Linked DNA regions of Mus musculus: region 2 is linked to region 1. The links are chromatin contacts, called in public promoter capture Hi-C maps. All regions are on one chromosome and are shown on one strand. Each heading gives the region's core, a stretch centred on a gene start, on an enhancer-like site or on the middle of the called end of the contact. The rest is flanking DNA. Distances are from core to core; before and after follow the strand shown.

What was found. Promoter capture Hi-C pulls out the DNA fragments that hold promoters and counts their contacts.
Region 2: a contact with region 1 is called in a promoter capture Hi-C map of the HPC-7 cell line. The contact joins the promoter of Fam243 here to the enhancer-like site in region 1. A contact is called at or near these places in 5 of 39 promoter capture datasets (the C10 cell line, the HPC-7 cell line, cranial neural crest and 2 more), 1 of 15 datasets of contacts at CTCF or cohesin (stem cell-derived epiblast-like cells), 1 of 484 Hi-C or Micro-C datasets (bone marrow-derived macrophages), 3 of 115 datasets of contacts at active chromatin or transcription factors (embryonic stem cells, epiblast stem cells and oligodendrocyte precursor cells) and 1 of 9 other capture datasets (adipose tissue).

Annotation. Positions count from the first base shown.
Region 1 is chr16:91,959,732-91,964,171 of GRCm38.p6, forward strand. It overlaps D430001F17Rik (a long non-coding RNA gene), which reads left to right. Exons shown (of 4, transcript XR_876250.1): 2 at 1,410-1,504; 3 at 1,835-1,928; 4 at 2,155-4,440. Among named protein-coding and RNA genes, the nearest start is that of D430001F17Rik, 7.9 kb to the left of the region's middle. Within about 2 kb of position 2,595, at least 198 of the 459 cell types and tissues checked have an H3K27ac peak or open chromatin away from gene starts, as enhancers often do. A contact at or near this core is called in the HPC-7 cell line, bone marrow-derived macrophages and oligodendrocyte precursor cells, where this site is marked.
Region 2 is chr16:92,318,891-92,323,330 of GRCm38.p6, forward strand. Fam243 (family with sequence similarity 243) reads right to left here and starts at 2,551. Exons shown (of 1, transcript NM_029252.2): 1 at 1-2,551. The coding sequence starts at 2,508. The coding sequence ends at 1,753.

The sequences.
Region 1 (4,440 bases), core at 1,345-3,844:
GGCAGAGGATTGCAGGTTCAAGGCCTGCCAGGGCTACAAACTGAATTTTAGCTGGGACAACTTATGGAGACCTTGTCGCAAAAGAAAAAGCAGAAATAAAGGGTGCTGTTGTTGTTGTTGGTGGTGGTGGTGATGGTGGTGGTGGTGGTGGTGGTGGTGTGTGTATAGCTCAGTTGTACAGGGCTGGGCTTATCCAAGGTTCCAAGTTCAATTTAAGTGTAGTTAAATGTACCATACATTTGGAAACAGGGGTTTGTATTTTAAACTTGGCTTTTATCCATTTTCTGTTGCTATAACAGGATACTGTAGACTAGACTATTCATAAAGAGAAGACTTTTTTGGTTCACCGTTCTGGAGCCTGCAAGGTCCTCAGTTGCTTCTGGGGAGTATCAAGTGCTTGTGAACCTCACACAGAATGCAGAAGACCAAGAGGGCACAGCATCGGTTCAGAGGTCCATCAGCTCAGGACAACCCACCCTGTCCTTCAGAAATGAAGGTTCACACATTGCCTAGAGAATCCATCCAGTCCTGTGAGGATGGATTGCTCACTTTTAATAATCTAACCACCTCAAAGGACCCCATTTCCTAATACCACCACAGTGGGATCGAGTTTTAACATGAGAAGATGGAGGGGTGGCTTCAGTGGTTAAGACCACTGACTGCTTTTTCAGAGGACCTGGGTTTAATTCCCAGCACCACATGGCAGCTCACAACCATCTGAAACTGTGCCAGGGGATCTGATGATGCTCTGGTCTCTACAAACACTGCATGCATGCAACATGATGCATAGACATTCTTACAGACAGAACACCATTACTCTACAAATAAAACAAACTGAACATGAGTTTACACTCACACCGTTGTATAGTTATAATAAAAGAAAATAGGGAGCTGGAGAGATGGCTCAGTGGTTAAGAGCACTGACTGCTCTTCCAGAGGCCCTGAGTTCAATTCCCAGCAACCACATGGTGGCTCACAACCATCTATAATGAGATCTGGCGCCCTCTCCTGGCATGGAGGCATATATGCAGGCAGAACACTGGGTACCTAATAAATACATTTTTAATAAAAAAATTTTTTTTAAAATCTGAAACAACACGATGTGGTACCTGGAGTAGATGAAATAAGACTGGCGATTGGTAATGATGCTAGACGCAGTGTGATGAGCATTGTGGTGGTCAGTGTTGACAGCTGGATACACCATATAATTATCTCAATGAGGGGGTGTCTAGCTGAACCTGGCTTGTGCACATGTCTATGAAGGATGTTCAGGTTAGATGGGAAGCCCTGCCTACTGTGAGCATCACTATTCCCTTGGCAGGGATCCTGAACTGTGTGAGAACAGAGAGACCCAGCTGGGCGCTCCCATGCAGGCCCCGACTCCCCGTTCTCTCTGCTCTTGACTGTAGGCGTAACCAGCTGCTTCAGGCTCCTGCCTTGACTTCCCTGAAGTGATAGACTGCAACCTGGGATTGTGAGCTAAGTAAACCCTTCTCTTAGTAAGGTATTTTTTTTTTTAATCGCATCCACAGGAAATAAAAGTAGATAAACATTGAGAGGTTTATTAAGGCCATCTCCTCTAGTTTTTGTGCATGTTTGAATATTTCCATAATAATAATAAAAAAAGAAAAACAGTTACCTGTCTTATATCTATCCCTAGGACTTTTATGTTCAGGGAATGGATTTAATACATTTAATTAAAGCATGCGAGGTAATAAAATTACTAAGTTGCTGTAACACAAAAGCATTTGTGGTTTAAACATTGAATCTTCAATGCCGTTGCTCAACGATGCAAATAATGTGGACTTTTGATTCTCACTCCAAACTTGAAAAGGAGACTCTTGTCATGAGCCTGTTCCTGACTCTCCACCAGGCATGGAGTTAGCCTGATCCCTGATCCCCGATCCCCGGCTTTTGCTGCATTTCCGGTAACTATTTCCTTTTCTTTTCCAATAATGTTTTTTATAATGTGAAAACATTGCATAACGCTTAGAAATGCATTCAGTCTCGTTGACTCCTAGATTTCATTATTTTTCTGTGGGGCTGACGGGGCATACTGAATTCATCCTGTTAAATACAGGAACTAATAGGGGTTCTGAGAGGTTAATTGGATTTAGTTAGTTAATTCTTTCTTGTAACTGTGTCTCCTTACAGACATACAGCGTGCACTGAGCTGATGACATATCTGATGTGGTTCAAGGCTCCCGAGAGAGCTAAAAGGTACCTGAGTCTGAGGAGCCCTCAATGGGGAATAGCAAGCCAGACAGCTTGCTAATGGACAGACAGAATGAGACACCTGGCTGGCCCTTCAAATGGGCAGAAGTTTCTTACCTTCCCATACTTAATGCCAGGATTAGAATCCAGGCCCAGAGACCAGCCCACCTCTGTCCAATGGGACCCAATCTCTCGGCAGCAATTCTGGCTCTCGGTTTTTAATCTTAGATTCCAGTTTTCTTTGTTCCTTAATTTTCCCTGTGGGATGTTTTTTTTTTTTTTCCCATAGAGCTTTGTGTGGTTCTGTTATGGAGCATAGAAGGAGGGCTGATTTCTCTGTTGGGAGGTGAGGGGAGCACTCTGTCACTCTGATGGAATGGATTGGAAGTGGGTGGATGCTGGCCAACCTGTGTCCTGCTAAGATGCAGCCTAGGGGAATGTCCGTCCCTCACCCCCAGCTGCCTTCGCTCTGCTGGCTGCTGGTCACGTGTCCCTGTTTACCTGCACAGGCAGTCATTATTCACCCCTTCCCACGTACCCCCACACTTGCACACAAAGCCAGAGAGTGGCTTACATTTTCTTTTCTTTCTTTCTTTTATTTTTTTTTATTTTTATTTTTTTTTTTTAAAAGAACCTTCCCCAAACCCATTCTAAAATGTCAAGTGTTTCAGTTTGAGGAAAAAAAAAGCTGAAAAAACCGTGACTCATGACAAGGCTGACAAACAGCTCTGAGGGTATGCTGGTGAGTCACTCTGAGACTGTAGCGGCGAGGGCCAGCGGTGGGGAGATTGTCAGGAGACCAGCCAGTAAAATTCCACAACTCTCCCGAGCAGAGTAGGAGGTAATTCAAAAACCCTGGGATTTTTCCAGCTCTCATTTCATGTAGGACTCAGGCTGCTCTTAGATATGTTGATCTCCTCAGGAAATCATCAAGAATGATTACCAAAAATATAAAACAAAAAAAAAAACCAAAAAACAAAAAAAACCCCAAAACCCACCCCCACGTTATTATCTTTCTGTGCCCAGTGCCATGTTGAACCAGCCCTGTTTGCCACTGCGCACTAGCGAGGCTGCTGGGTTGTCTGGAAGGGTCTTGGGTTGCTAGGCAACAGCACTGGCAGCATCCATCATGCCCAGTAATATCAGTGTGGCCAGCAGAGCACATTGGTCCCCCACCCCCACCCTCTCCCCCAGCCTCCCCACCCCTTGTGAAAATGTTAATTTGCATCTTGGGGACAGGAGCTGTGCCAGGTGATCTTGTGTATAAAATAATTCAGTGCAGGGTACAAAGTGCAAATACTGTTTCTAGTCGCAAGACAGAATGTGTGACGTCGTCGTCGTCGCAGATACAGACCTGTTTGTGAACGTACTTTATATTAGCCGTGTGTGTAGGTGTGATGTAAAAGCCATTGTGTCAAATGCATCCTCATGTCTTCTGCCGTTCAATCATTTTTCCTGTCTGCCCACACACATCTTATTTACGCCTTGCTCTCTCTCTCTCTCTCTCTCTCTCTCTCTCTCTCTCTCCTCCCTCTGTCCCTTCCCCCTTTCTCTTTGTGCTGTGGTCTCCTGGTGATGGAGTTATTGTTTGTATGTCGGGATGTGTAGACAGGAGGAAGTGTATTTCTAGAGGTGAGAGGGCCCCATGGTTATGGTTGGAGGCCTCTCTTTACAAGGCTTTTCAATGTGGCAATTGTGTTCCAGAAATGCTTCTTTTGGGGGTGGGTCTCCATCAGGCCAAGGTCTGTCTGTGCCTTTTATTTACTGTCAATAGGCAGCAGTCACAGGGAACTGGTAAAGGGCCAGAGGGAGCAATGTGGCAGGTGGGAAGGAGACCCAAATCTTTTCTCCTTCCCAGTCCACGCTGGCATTTCTACAAGTTACTGCATTCTGTGACTTTCCTGGGAAGACACAAACAAATGTCTATTCACCGCCGCAGATAGGGCACTGGCCCACTAAAGTCCAGCGTGGCGAACCAGTGGGTTTATTAGGCTTCTTTGTAGGGGCATGGGAGCTCAAAGACAGCTGCAGCTCCTGGGTGGGTGAAGTCTCCTCTTCTCAGGTGTGTCAAGGTGTCAGCGAAGATCAGCCATCATGGGTATTTAAGTTCTCAGCTAGCCCAGGAGGTCTAAGCCTTCATTTCCCCCAGAGGAGAAGCAGGGCATCTTCCATACTGGTACGCAGAGTCTACACGAGTGGTCCTGGGAAGAGGGCTGGGTTACAAGC
Region 2 (4,440 bases), core at 1,301-3,800, 360 kb after region 1:
CACTGTGGCTGTTGCTATCGATGCTGCCGTAGCTGACCATTCACAGGAAGAGACCTCTGCTACCTGTCCTGCGCAGGCCTCCCAAACCTCCTCACTTCTCTTCTAGGGCCTTTAACACTTCCGGCATTCCTGGCTAGACCAGAGCCCTGTGGAACCTATTCATCAGGTTCTGCTTCTTGGACAGCAGATGACTCTAGCCAAGGGTAAGTGGGCCATCAGAACCTGGGAGACACTTGTGGCAGCCTTCCCTAGAGCCCCCGGCAGTACAGCCATGCTGCTTACAGCTTGATTCACATCAGTGAGACTGATGTCTGACTCCCGATAGCCAGCATAGCAAAGAGTGGATTGCTGCTTCCAGCCACCAAATGTGCAATCCTTTGATACGGCAGCCACCAGCTCACACAGCACGGTGTAAGAGTTGGATCTGCAACAGGTGAACTTTGTAGGTCCAAGTGATAGGCAGTTTGGGGTGCGGCACCCTTTAGATAAGATGTGTGTTAAATCCCCTTTTCTCCAACTTGAGAAAACTGCAGAACCCACCGCTTACTCCTGAAGAGCATTAACGCTCCAGGTGGCTCTGTTCATCCCACGGCCTCTTTCTGAATAACACAGGAAGATTCCAGAGAAGAGGAGGACAAGATTGGAATATGGAGCAGTCTGCATTTGGCAGCGGCCTGGCTTCGCAACTCCACCCACAGTCAAATCCGCCGGGAGCTGGTGGACATCTTCATACGCTAGTTTTTTACAGACTTGTCTTTAGAGCTTTTTTTTTTTTTCTAGGTTCAGCAAAACTGAAGACCAAGTAGAGTTCTTGTGCCCTTTCTGCTCCTGCCTCGTGGCTGTCCATATTTTCCTGTGTAGGTTGTCATTTTATGCACCTCAGAGTAACTACTTCTGTTGTGAAGTTATTGCTTGAGCATACATAAGGAAAAAGGCGCTTTGTGGTCGGTTTCACAGGCGCCGGGCTTTTCCTGTAGCAGACGTGCAAGCACAGACCCTTCCGGCCCACAGCGCCCCCTGGGGCTTGAGCAGGGTGTTGTGCCAACTGCAGTAGCTCAGCTCAGAGGCCTGAGATAGACGCAGTGGCAGCCTTTGGACTCTCCGGATGGGATTCTTGCAGGTTGGATATGTGGGTTCCATCGTCCTCCCATCCCCCACTTGACCTAAGACCCCTTGAACCTTTGATGTCTCCATGGCTCCCTTTTGGCCCCACCCATTTGCCTTGGACATATGGAGCGGTTTGACTACCTCGCAGTTGCCTCTCACCACCACTACCTCCCAGAGGGATAGCCCCGGCTGGACCACTGTATGCACGTGTCTCTTGCTCATGGCAAGGCGGATGCTTGTGGATTATTTAACCTGAAGTTTATTGGCTTAGTATTTAATTCAGAGTGTTCTTTTTTGTTGTTGATGTTCTCTTTTCTTCTTAGACCTAAATTTTGATCACACATCCTTTAATCCTGCCCGCCAGTACCCTCCACTGTGCTAGAGTCTTCCCAATAACTCCCATAAACGTGGTCCTCAGGGTAGCCATCACAAGATGAGAGTTGATACCCTGTACTTATCAACAAACTTTAATGGAGCCTCTGTCAACCCCAGGACTTTGCTGGTAGCCCTCAAGAACCTCCCCGTTGAGGCAGTAATCCCTCAAGGTCACCCCTAGAGTGTGGTTTTGGTGATGGTGAGTCAGAATCAGACTCCACAGTTAGCAGCAAAGAGCATACAGCTCAGGGCTTTGTGGAACAGACACCCTTAAGAAAACTTGGCAAGATAATAGTTCTCCCACCTGCGCACCTTGTTGGTTATGGCCTTCCACTTGGTCAGGTTAACCTTTTCAATCCCTTTGCTTATTAAGTCACTGAAGAGTATGTATCGATAAGTGTAGACATTGTCAACAGACTGCAGACAAAACTCCTTCCGGTTGTTTATGATAAACCATTTCATGGAAGACCAGGCTGAGTCTAAGGGGTTCAGATAATTATAGTAGGGAGGCAGAGAGATGAGTTCATGGCCGTAGGACTTGGCCACTCCCGGGGAACACGCAATGCTTGTTAAATTAATGCTTGTTGGGACATAGGCCTTGGCCTCCCCCTCCTTGTCTGTCTTTGGCTTCATCTCATCTTGCTGCCTTCTCCCTTTGACCACGATGGCACACTTGCCATAGGCCCTCTTCACAACATCACAGAACTCCAAGAACAGGCTGTCTTCCTTCTTGATGCACAGGTCATTTCTCAGGAACATGCGATATTTCCAAGGCACCCATCCTTGACTGCCCCCAGCGTGTAGGATACACCACGATGGTGTGTGAATGTAATAGCTGTCACTAAAGTCCTCCCCAGTGACAAGAGTTTCTGGGATCTCAGTTTCCCCAAAATACACGGTCTTGTATCCATTGTGTTGCAGCGATCTCAGAGCGTTGAGATACTGAAGGCACTGTCTCCTCTTGGCGCTGTCAAACTGACTTCTGGTAAAGATGTTTTTCAGAAGACAGTTTGTGAAGCGAGCCATGGGGCTCCCTGAGTGGCTCACATTTTCCCATCTGGGGAGTTCTGGGAGGGGGAGAAGGATGACCTCACAAAGGGACATCTCACGCTGTACCATAGCTACGTGTCAGGGGCAGAACAGCATGAGGCACGTGCTCAGAACTCTTCACCACAGAAAACGCCACCCAGTGTCACTCCTAGAACCGATCTTTTTATGGTGGTCAGGTTTCTGGTTCCTTTTCATTTGGACTATGGAGATGGATGGATATTCTACCCATCTATTTATTTCCAAGGTATTTACTGTGTACCTTCCGTGAATCAGACATTGTGCAGTGTGCCGGGGGATATTCATGATGTGTTTAGGAAGGCCTGGGGTGTGTGTGTTGTGGGGTGTCTGTGCACATGTGTAAACTGTGCCACCTGCCTGTCTACCTTTACAGCAACGGTTGAAGGGAAATATGACGAATGTTGAAGGAAATGGTTGAATGGTTTACAGGCAGCTGAAGGGAAATCTGATGTGGCAGAGAGTAAAAGAGGCAGGCTATGTGCCTGTCCCTCAGAGGGACTGCCGTTAATGGAGATGATTCAGTACATTATCTGAAAAACATCTGATTTGCTATAATTTCTTGAGACCACATCTTGCTCTGTAACCCTGAGTGGCTCAGTATTTGGCTTGAGCGATCCCCCTGCCTAAGCCATTTAAGTTCTGGGATTACAGTCGCGCACCATACTGAGTAGCGTTTCCATTTGATACTTGGAGAAAATGGCAGTTTGCTTCACTTTCTCTCCTCTTTATCACTTTAATTTCCTTTGTATTGTTTCCCCTTTAATCAAAGCTAAAGGTAGTTCACAGATGCGCCTAAGTGGATCTTCCGAATGGCAGTGCAGCCAAAATGATTTGCCTGGTTCTTTGCTTCTCTGTCGAATAACTGGGAATCTCCTCCCTTTACCCTGATGGACCAGGGCTTTCTTGGGACTCAGGCAAACCCAGGCTATCACCATAGCCAAGTTCACACGAAGTGTGCGGTTACCAGACATCCTCTCCAGAGGCCACAGACAGCAGCTTCCAGTTTGTGTCTTGTGGCCATCTTCTCTGGAGACATTTCTTTAGCAGTCTAAAACAGTTTTCAGATGAGATTTGATGTAGATACAGACTCTGTAGCCAGAGTGCTCAGAAGCCGTGACGGTCCCATAGTCCCCAGAGTGCTTGGGAGTGGTGGTGGGGCCATAGTTCCCTCTCCTGCCTGGAGGGACCTGACCGGCCGAGGCTGCAAGGAGAGCGGCCTTGTGGTGATGCCAGTGTCGATGGATGGCGCCTCCTGTTCTCCTGTGAGAGGTCACGGACATGAGAAACTCGTCTAGAAGTGCAGGGGAATCCGCATGCTGTGTTTTGTGTTTGAACAGCGTGCACATTTGATTATATTTCCACACAGCAAACACTGACAACGGTTACCTGGAGGAAGAGAGGGTGGGGGAAACTCCCAGGATGCATCCCGCTCTCTGCTGTTATTTAGTCTTGGCAAATGTGCACATTTATATTCAAAATGCAATTTAAACAGCAAAGCAAATAACAAGCACAAAACAATATCTAAATAATACAAACAACACAAATTGATAAACTAAATTGGTTTTCTTTTTTTTTTTTTTTCCCATGTCAGTAACAAAATCTCACAGACCGAAACAGCGTAGCTGGGAAAAACAAAAAACAAACAAACAAAACCAAGATAGACTAAGGTAAAGAAGAGGGGTTTATCCAGAAGCAAACCCACACTGCACAACCACCTGATGCTCAACAAGGTGCCCAAAACACATCGGCAAAAGGACAGCCCCTTCAGCAAAACGTGCTGTGGGACTGGATAGCCACATGTGGAAGGACAAGGTGGTCCCTGTCTCTTGCCCTGTATAAAAGTTAATCTGTGTCTGTGTCTGTGTGAGTCTGTGTCTGTGTGTGTGTGTG